Regions from separate parts of the Mus musculus genome. Here region 1 is linked to region 2. The links are chromatin contacts, called in public Hi-C maps. All regions are on one chromosome and are shown on one strand. The core of a region is the stretch at or near the end of the contact, and the rest is flanking DNA. Distances in the headings are between cores, read along the strand shown.

What was found. A called contact is a pair of places that touch in the nucleus more often than the background predicts.
Region 1: a contact with region 2 is called in a Hi-C map of uterus, with 2.2 times the contacts expected there. The contact joins the promoter of Calb1 here to the enhancer-like site in region 2. A contact is called at or near these places in 1 of 39 promoter capture datasets (liver) and 1 of 484 Hi-C or Micro-C datasets (uterus).

What each region holds. Positions count from the first base shown.
Region 1 is chr4:15,878,953-15,884,512 of GRCm38.p6, forward strand. It overlaps Calb1 (calbindin 1), which reads left to right and starts at 2,312. Exons shown (of 11, transcript NM_009788.4): 1 at 2,312-2,525; 2 at 3,006-3,082. The coding sequence starts at 2,447.
Region 2 is chr4:15,712,247-15,717,799 of GRCm38.p6, forward strand. No RefSeq gene overlaps it. Among named protein-coding and RNA genes, the nearest start is that of Calb1, 170 kb to the right of the region's middle. Within about 2 kb of position 2,020, at least 1 of the 459 cell types and tissues checked has an H3K27ac peak or open chromatin away from gene starts, as enhancers often do. A contact at or near this core is called in uterus, where this site is marked.

The DNA of each region.
Region 1 (5,560 bases), core at 1,062-3,561, 170 kb after region 2:
GACACGTGGGATCGTGAACCTGTTCACCTGAATGCTGTGTAATGAGGCCTAAGAGGCAAGTCATAAGAGTGCTTTGCAATGCTTTTGGAAAGTTTAATCTTATGGAACAATCACAGTATTCAAAGGGTGTGTACTTCTTCCAGAATCCTAGAAGGTGAGAGAGGTTCCTGAATATTTGAAAAATAACACCCTCCCAATCTTGGTTAATGAACTGAAAAATTCGGCAGGCAAAAGGCAGAAATAGTTCTTAAGTTACTTCAGAGCTGTAGAACTGAAACACACACTTGTTTAGTGTCCTTAAACTCAATTTAATTTTGAAGTGACACCAAAAATGTCTAAAAAGAGATGTTGATTTTAAATGAGAGTCTAAGACTAATAGTTATTTAAGAGAAAAATGTATTTTATGAAGTTACATTTCTTCTGCTAAAAAAAATTATCCAGGAAAAAATATTACCTTAGAAAATCAAAATGAAAAAAAAAAGAAAATCAAAATGTAAATTGAAGAAATTGAAGACTATAACATTCAAAGATGTTGAGGATGCCATGTTTACAGCTTGTTAATCTGAGTTGATACAAACTAAAAGAACTAATCTAGAAATGTTCTTTAAATTTTAAATTATATATGCTTTTGTACTAACAATAGTACCCCTATGACCAGGAAAAAATGTATATCTAAAATAAATATCTGAAGATATTTGTTGCAGCTGTTTGTCACAGTAGAACACTAAAAAAGATGGAATGTCTACAATTAGGATGGAAAACTATGTTATGTAAACATGGGCTAATGGAGGAAGTGTCTACCGAGGAACAAACTTTTGTATGAGGATGTGACTTGGGTAGGCTGAGATTCAGTTTTCCCTGGAAATTAAGAGGTATATGAACAAAAGTAACTGACGTGTATTGGGTCAAATGCCCCTTTACCTTTGTAAGCCACAGAAGGTAAGGTTAATACGTTTTATTGCACTACTTGCAGGACCTAGCAAAGTACCTGACCCAAAAGCTGTTGATAAGTGTTCACTGAATGGATGAAAATATAAACAACTGGGCATGCACATAATCTTTTTAAGTAAAAACAATATCCTTGTTATCCTCTCAGAGTTTGGCTTGCTTTGTGTATAATATCAGTCTGAGATTTGTGTGAGAATCAGATAAGGTGATGAAAGTCAAAACTTACATCCATGAAAACTTTAGAGTATCATGGCTGCAGGACTTGTCTGGAGAAGACAATTGGTTGCCTCACAATCCCACTATTGGAGGAAACACAAATGTGGTGAATTCCATATTCTATGACACACGTGAAACCTGTGGCGCTTCATGAGCTCGTTTTGAAAGTTTATACCACACTGGTTTGCTTTTGTGTTACTGTAACCAGACACATAGGGTTCATTTTCAGCAGACCATAAGGTCTCAAAAGATGGACAATTAGATAACTTAGAAATACTTACGTAAAAGAAAACCTAAATACAGTATTTGTCATATTAAAATACCAATTGTAACATGTAGCCGGATATTTTTCCCACCTCTAATGATTTCCAGTTTCTGGAAAAAAATCCCTCACCTAGAGATAGAAGCAGCGCAGCTGTAAAATCAGTGAGTGGGGCTGCTACGGAGTCACTGGTTAGCCTGGTGACATTTCTTTCAGTTTCTACTTTGTAAGATGCAAGTAACTAATGGCATCGATAAAATCACTTCCTTCCTAACATCTTAAATTCTTATAAGTTAATTCTACTACATTCCAATAATTCTGCTTCAAGCTCAAAAAGTAACAACAGCAAGAGCAGCAGACTCCTGCATTCTGCTGTCTCTAAGCATAGCTCACATCTTAAACAGCCACGTGATGGTCTCCATTAGCGCAATATGAAGCATTGTTACAATTAACCACAGCAACGTATGCATTAATCAAATTAAACTAACACTTGACATCTGATTTTGTTCAAATACTCAACTGCCTCGATAAATACTAAGTAGACAAAATCTCCACTGACGTGGTTTATCAGTCAGCTTTCCCTTCCATCTGAAAAAAAATCAAACAATTCTAGGTATGTTGCTTTACTCTAACATTCAGGAGTGAAAGCCTCCCTGAACCTGGGGGATGTGAGGAGAAATGAGTCTGAGCAAGGGATCCCCACCACCTGCTGCTTCCTAGACTCCAAAACTCCAGCTCCAGCTATTTCCTGGGAAGAGAGAAATCGGAGGGGAGGGGAAGAAGGTTGGTGAGAGCAAGAGGCGGGAGCTAGGAAAAGGAGGCAGGAGGAGGCGTGGCCCGGCCTGGGGCCGGCGGGATAAATACAGAGAACTGGGTGCGGGGTGCGGAGAACTCCGGAGGACGCCCGAACGGAGCAGCACCGCGGACAGCGCCCCGCCGCGCCGCGCCCAGCTCAGCCTGCGCAGCCCTCTCGCCCGAGGTTCGCGCTCCGCGCACTCTCAAACTAGCCGCTGCACCACGATGGCAGAATCCCACCTGCAGTCATCTCTGATCACAGCCTCACAGTTTTTTGAGATCTGGCTTCATTTCGACGCTGACGGTGATTATTTTCTTTTTTAACCCTTGCAAGACCCGTCCCCATTCCTTCCCTGCTCTTCCCTTCGACTGTGCTTGTTCATCCCAACCATCCTTTTCTGTTCTTTTCCGTCTTCCTTCACCCTGTCTAATCTCGTCTCCCCCTGACTGCCTACCCATCATCCTGGAAGTTTACACTGAGTGTACGCCATCCCCGTGCTGTAAGCGTTCACCTTTCTAGGAACGGTAACGGTAGGACAGAAGCAAAGATTGGGAAACCCTGTCCCCAAAAGTTTCAAACACCATCCCCAGCACCCCTGCTACCCTCCTATGCCCTTTATGCGGTTGAAGTTTTACACCTAGGAAGCTAAGCGCTGCGGCGGCTCATTGCTGATTAATCGGTGCTCAGGCTGTACATAGCCTCCCAGGACGGTTGTCCTGGAAAGAACCGAGAAGAAACTTAGAAAGAGACATCTGACACCTGGGTGTCTCTTTGTCTTTTCAGGAAGTGGTTACCTGGAAGGAAAGGAGCTGCAGAACTTGATCCAGGAGCTTCTGCAGGCGCGAAAGAAGGCTGGATTGGTAGGCTTGAGTTTGAGCAGGACCCTTCAAGCCTAAGACATACCTATTCTTGTGTTTCATAAAAGAGGTTTTGTGGGAGAAAGTAAAGGCTTACCTACTAAGAAAGGCGAGAGAGAACATATTTCCAAATTGCGTCAAGAGAAAAAGTGTGTGTGTGTGTGTGTGTGTGTGTGTGTGTGTGTGTGTGTGTGTGTGTTTGGTGGTGGTGGTAGGGTGTCTAAAGAGAAAATCCCTATCATCTTAAATCAGTCATATATTTCTATAATCCTCCTTTCCTTAATAGGTCTTAAAAGGAAATGTCGATGTGCAAGACCCTTCGTCAGATTCCCCACCTCCACCACTGAGTTGGTTGTGTGATTTCTAACTTCTCTTTTCTAGACGATAAGGAAGGGGTAGAAATACATTCCTGCCCCTTGGTGGTCAGGAACAGATCTGCAGATTCTAGTGCCAATTTCTGCTGCGAAGTCAGAGTAGCTGGGAACGGGGTGGGGGAGGGGTGAAACTACAGCTTGCCTTGACCCTTAATCTTGAGCAAAGATAACCAATTCATAATAAGTGTGAGAATTTAGCAAGAAATGGTTTTTTTTTCATTTTTGTTGGAGAGAATCCCCAAATTAATAAAGCAATAAAACAAAGCACTGTAAGAATTTCATGTATTGTGGAAAGGAGAAGATTCTGAAGAGAAAGTACGAGTGGTGGTTTTTAAATAAGCTATGGTTTTGACATAAGCATTGGTTAAATAAATTATAATTATTGTTTAAGAATTAATTCCTTTGGGCCAAATCTATTTGTTGGGAAAGGATGATGTCAATGGAAAAATAAAAGATACCCAACTAACTTTTAAACATATGAGATGTTTATATAAAGAGTAAATTGAGAATTTTACAGGTCTGATAGCATTTATGTAAGACTGCTTTTCAAAAGAAAGCAAGGTTGGATACGCAGTAGTTAAATGTTAATAGCCTTTGGTCTTTTGGATTATAATTACAAAGAAATTTTTACATAAAGATAATATACATATCATCCCTAGATATTATACAGCATGCCACCATTTCTAGTGCTCGTGTGTGTGTGTGTGTGTGTGTGTGTGTGTGTGTGTGTGTGTGTGTGAGAAAGAGAGAGAGAGGGGGGAGAGAGAGAGAGAGAGAGAGAGAGAGAGAGAGAGAGAGAGAGAAACAGTATTAATGCGACTGTTTTGTTTTTTGGGGTTTTGGGGGGTTGATTTTTGTTTGTTTCTTTGGGGGACTTTTGCTGTTGTTCTGTACATGGTGAGATTTATATAGTAGGAATCCCTATACAACAGCAAAAAGAATCTCCATACTGATGGAAATGCACTCTGATGTATTACATGCAGACTATCAAATTGCTAAAATCATGCCAAACCGACTTTAAACCAGATCATGCTCTGGGGATTGTTTTACTCAGATTTCATATCATGTAATCTAAAGTGTAATAGAATAAGATCAAATAAAAATATCTTCTATGCACTTTGCCCTCTTTTCCCCTTGTGCATTAGCATGCAAATACATTTCTGTAATAACATCACTTTGGTTCTATGGATCTTTAGCTGATAAGACAGAAGCCATTTTCTTCCTCACTTAAAATACATTAAATGTATATGGAAAGTCTTATTTTCCATATAAGTTATAATTACAGTCTTGGATGGTGCTTCTAAAAGCTACAGAATCATATTTTAATCTTCCAGAAGCAACTTTATATTGAAATTTAGTTCTGTTCTATAAATAAAAATATTCATGATATTTGTTTTTCTTCTCATTTTAATAATTTCCTTTTTTATTTAAAAAAGTTCAGGTGGAAGTTATAGAATTTAGAGCTTATTTCTTTTCTCTGCTCCCTAGAACCTAATTTTGGTCCATAAGGAGGCCTAATTAGATTATAATTTGATAATATTAATCTTTCATACAAGATGTGGTCATATCAAATGGCTTTGTACCTTGATACCTGAGTATTTTTCCTGAATTACATAATAGGCTTTGGTTTGCTAACTAAAAATCCAAATTAAGATCTAGAGAAAGAATTCATATATATTAGGTACTTTCATTTAAATTAGTGATCTATTGCCATAAATCTTTTATGTGTTTCTTCACTATAAAAAACACACATGCTGACCTGATAAACCAGACTTCTTCTCATTTCCTGACTTAAAAGGACAGAAAGAAACATTGATTTGACTCATCACATTAATAATGTGAATTTTTTCATTTACATCAAGTGAAGATGATAGTCCAATGTTCTTTACCCTTCTGCAGTAAACAATGTGACATTACATTTATGCTCACCTTTCTTAAGTCTGCAATTGATGATGATGGTGGGATGACATGACCCTCACTATTTAAAGCATAGATTGCAACACAGTTGCTACCCAGAAACTTCCCAAGGTAAGTACCAAGTCAGCTGCTTGAGCTAGTAGTATCCCATAATTTTAATATTTAAAAATAAAGGCTTTGTTCTTGGTTC
Region 2 (5,553 bases), core at 770-3,269:
ATCCAGAAGCTGGAAAGAACCCAGATGCCTCTCAACAGAGGAATGGATACAGAAAATGTGGTACATCTATACAATGGAGTACTACTCAGCTATTAAAAAGCATGAATTTATGAAATTCCTAGGCAAATGGATGAACCTGGAGGGCATCATCCTGAGTGAGGTAACACATTCACAAAGGAACTCACACAATATGTACTCACTGATAAGTGGATATTAGCCCAAAACCTAGGATACCCAAGATATAAGATACAATTTGCTAAACACATGAAACTCAAGAAGAATGAAGACTGAAGTGTGGACACTATGCCCCTCCTTAGAAGTGGGAACAAAACACCCATGGAAGGAGTTACAGAGACAAAGTTTGGAGCTGAGACAAAAGGATGGACCATGTAGAGACTGCCATATCCAGGGATCCACCCCATAATCAGCTTCCAAATGCTGACACCATTGCATACACTAGCAAGATTTTATCGAAAGGACCCAGATGTAGCTGTCTCTTGTGAGACTATGCCGGGGCCTAGCAAACACAGAAGTGGATGCTCACAGTCAGCTAATGGATGGATCACAGGGCTCCCAATGGAGGAGCTAGAGAAAGTAGCCAAGGAGCTAAAGGGATCTGCAACCCTATCGGTGGAACAACATTATTAACTAACCAGTACCCCGGAGCTCTTGACTCTAGCTGCATATGTATCAAAAGATGGCCTAGTTGGCCATCACTGGAAAGAGAGGCCCATTGGACACGCAAACTGTATATGCCCCAGTACAGGGGAACGCCAGGGCCAAAAAAAAAAAATGGTAATGGGTGGGTAGGGAAGTGGGGGGGAGGGTATTGGGGACTTTTGGGATAGCATTGGAAATGTAATTGAGGAAAATATGTAATTAAAAAAAAGAAAGAAATATTTTTCTCCCTACAGATAGACAGAAAGGGATTGGATTTAGATGGGAGAAGAGGTGAGAAGGAACTGGGGGAGAGTAGAAGGAGAAGAAACTGTAATCAGGATATATTATGTAAGAGGAGAATCTGTTTACTAAAATGAGGCAAACAGTTGCTTAGTGACACTTCTCTCTAAGTAGAGAAGAGCATTTATAAAAGACGAGGGAAATTAAATATACTTCGTCCCACTCTGCCCCCAACCCAAAGGACCACTTCAGTTTATGTAGTTAACATTTTTAAAAAGTCACTGTTAACATATAAAGGTTTAAAATATGTTTAGCATATGCCCTTGAAACACTCTCTCGTGCTAGCTAGGTCTATACTGGTAAAGGTTCCAAGGTTCTAGCTATTTTCCACATTTTGATTTTGCTATAACTAAATGGTTAGTTTAAATTGGCCCCTGCCAAGGTCCCAAGAAAATAGCTCCAACTCTAGACATTGCACGGGATGGCTAGGTGCTGAGGAGGAGAGGGGAACGACCTTACTGTCACCTCTATTTATTTGACAAGGCTCCCCCTAGTCTACTGCTGTTTTCCATCACCTGAGCACAGCTGACTTTGACCAGTGTTCTCCTGAGCAGCGCTGGAGAGGATGACTGGGCAGGAACTAAATGTTCTCCTTCTCCCCGAAGACCTGCTTCTCAGATTCCATAGAATTCCTGCCTGGGGCACACGCCAGGGCTCACGTTCTCATCCAACCTTTGCTGCTTGACTTATTTCGACATAACGTTGAGCTCTTTCCAAAGAGCAGGTGCTTGCGCGGCCATCAGTTCACCAATAAGGGCTGACCTACAGATGTCGGAAAGGGCTCGTTTCAGCAAAAGTCGGAAAACAGAAGCATTTTTTATGCTAAATTTAAAGCTGCCCTTGCTGTTTGTAACTGCAATGCCAAAAGTAAAAAACTTGAAAGCTCATATTGAATTAAGATTCGAACAGGGAAGGGGAGCAGAGAACACCTTCTATTTTTTTCTTTTCAAAATAAATAATTATTTTCTTTTAACGGTAGAAGGAAATGTTTTATGCTCCAGTCTCTCTGACTGCTTGACCTTCATGTTAGGACTCTGATAATCATCTTACTGCTGCAGAACAATGGAATGTACAAGTTACAAAGTGTATTCCCCAGACTGGTAAGACTCCCAGCAGAAACACTGAGTAACCATAGTGAAAGAGGTTTGAGTAAAAACGAATGGAAAGTCACAGGAGATTTAGAAAGTATGAAGGAAAGGGACTGTAGACTGAATCCTTTCATTAATATTTCAATCATTTTCCTTTTGATCTCGGAAAGTAATGCCATTCAGAAACGCCTACCTTTTCCTCCCATTTATAAACCTCTGAGAGTGTGATAGACAAGCACTGAGGACCCGTGATCCTCATGATATCAGCGTTGTGGTCCCCTGGTTTACACTACAAGAAATATTCCTGATGTATAAGCAACTATCCCAAGGTTGTACAGAAATCCATGCTGACCTAACAAATATGATCTCAGAGTCACCATGAACTTCTTCTTTTAGCCTCAGGTACCCTCAAACTCACTCAGAGTGGGGGAGTCAAGCAGCTTAAGATTGTTTATTGTAAGACCTGATTTAACCTTCAACTATAGCTTCCATCCTCCGGAGAACTGACTCTTGTCTCAAGTTACACACTCTCCTCATTGCTTCTTCACTTTTCTCACTACAACAAAAAATGTGTGATGAGGTAATAGAAACTTCTAACTAATCTTCTGTTATAGTCACCACGGAAAAAATGGTATATACGAGTGTAAAAAAAAGTAATATGTGTATGGGGGTACCTACAGAGACTGCAACCCCTTCACACTAATCAATAATTGGTATAATCTTGCCACAGCATGTGACACTTGAGAACAAAGGAGCATGGCCCCTGTGACTCATTAGTACTTACCTTACTTCACGCTGAAGTAGCCCCGAGGAGGTGACTTTCTGCTGAAGTGTCACAGTGATTTACAGAGATTTGCACTGTGTTTCAGCGTTTGCTTATTGTTCGCCATTACAATATAGTCATTGTGAACCTACTCCAGTAAATTGTCTGTGTTCTCAAAAAATGAATGAGCCAGAGGCTGGGGATCTCTCTAATACCTAGTACAAAATTAATTAGTACAGTAGTGGAGTTAAGACCTCTCTCTTCTTAAAGCTGTTAGAAATCTCAGACATCAAGAGAGAATAACCAAAGGATGGGTAGAAAAATAAGAGTGGGTAGCTAATCACAACAGAGAGAGAAGTAGGCCTAATTGAACAAATGGCTTTAGCAGCATCCAATCTTTATAAAGATGTTTAATAAAGAATATAGAAATAAGAATATAGAAAGGAGCTTTTCAGGACATTGAGAGACTTAAACAACATTGGAAAACTATGACATCTAAGGCATACATCTTCCATGACAGTAAAATTGATAAAGGTTACAAAGTGACATGACAGAAATAATGAATAATGACTGTAATTATTGTCATGTAATGCCTGTAATATGTTTGTAATACAAATGTGAATTACTCATATATGCCAATAATGTCTGTGAATAATTACTCTAAGAATCATGGACAATAATTAATAACAGTCATTCATTGGGGATTTGTATACACTTCCCATTGGCACACACACAGAAAAATAAAATGGTACAATGTTCTCTCAGATCAGCTCTTATTCCTTAAAACAGAATAGCATTAATTATTAGTGTCAGTGATCAAGACCTACAAAGTACACATATCTCTGTCAAACCAAAAAAAAAAAAAAGTTTATATTGACAGATCAACACTAATATACTGAGATTTCAAATAAATTTTTTCTTTACTTTTTTTTTATTTTGTGTGGATAGGTGGTTTAGTTGTATGTATATCTGTGTGCCATGTGTACACGGGGGATCAGAGCCCTGGGGACCTGGTAATTCTGAAGGGTATTTAATTTCAAACTTCTCAAAGTTTAATGGCATATAAATTATAAGAACTCATAAACAGAGGCTGTGATTTGGTAGATCCACAGCAGGATCTGGGAGGCCGCCATGCCTGTGGTGCTAGAAGGGCTTGAGTTTCCCTCAGAGGTCTATGTGGCAGAAGCTTGGTCAGCAAGGTGACACCATTTATTGGTGGAAAGACCTTTGGGGGAAAACAAAGCCTGCCTCTTCAACAAGGATAATATTTTTCTTATCTGTATATTCATTAAAACTCGCATATAGCCTGACAAGTGACCCCAAATACATAAGTGTTTTGTGACCTGGCAAAACTAAAGGACAAATTATATTCAAGTTTGTTTCACCAAATTTTACACATACAGGTATTGTACTCTGATACATTCGATCAGTTTTGTCAAACATGTGTTATTGAGTTTTATATAAATTCTTCAGCCTCTTAGTTTATTTTCCATGTTAAATCAGTGGGCTCATTGCATCTGAACAATGGAACAGTTTGTAATTTTTGTCATATGGATCTTTAATAAGATGTATAAAAATCTGTCACATTTAATCTCATTGGCAACTTAGAATCTCCCAGAATATTGATAAGGCACACTTACTTGTATGTCTTTGAAGATGTTTCTAGGCCAAATCAACTGGGTGGGAGGCTGTACATTGAACAGAAGTGAAAAAAGAAGAAACCCATCAGAGTGGGAGCACTCCAGCAGAGTGGGAGCACCCCAGCAGAGTGGGAAGACTCCAGCAGAATGGGAGGACTCCAGCAGAGTGGGAGTACTGTACTTCTCTTTGAGACCATACCATCATAATGTGTCACCCGCTCTCCCCCATGGTGGAGTGACCCATCATAAACTATGAGGCTGAGCAAACTTCTGCTCATAAGTTCTTTACATCCGACTTTCTGTCACAGTGACTACAATGGTAATTTCCTAAACTGACTGATGTAACTTCCCCTGAAAAGTCAAGGAGATTGCCATGAATTCATGGATTTTTTTCTTTATGTTTATGTTTTAAAACCATGAATAAACAATTGAGAAATGAGTCCCCTTTGGAGCCTGGGGAGAGGAAACAGTGCTAGTGCTCACTGTAGCAAAGGGAACATACAGCAGAAATCACAAGGCCACTTGAGGAAAACTTGAGGAATTTATTCTTTACTTGCCACAAACTGTGTGTAAATGCCCTTGCCTTCAGAACCCCAGAATTCAAGGATTTGTTCATCCTAGTGGCTCCCCCTACAGAAAAACACAGCACTGTAATGAAACCAAATCTGTGAAGGGAAAGACCTGTATGGCAGCCTTGGATGAACAGCTCATGAACAGAGCACCTGATCTTTCCACTCTAAAATGCAAGAACAGAAACTAGGGTGTGTCCAGCGTATCAGATTCTGAACCAGATAATAGCCCTAATAACAGGATACAATAGAATGAAATGTGAAGACTACACCAGTGTTTGAGGGGGGGCAGCCACTATCTCAAGCCAGACCAGTCCTCTTACCCATAGAAACCAACCTGAAGCATGCGAGAGAGATGGCAATGGAAAGGTCTTGAAATGGAAGGATTAATGGGGCCAGAACATGAATAATGTTCTGGGATTTATTAGTGTCTAATCCACAATTCTTACTATCTATGTTTTATATTTTCTCAAGTCCTTGAGGCAGGAACCGTTTTAATTCTGCCTTTTCTTCCTAGAACAGCACATAGCCTA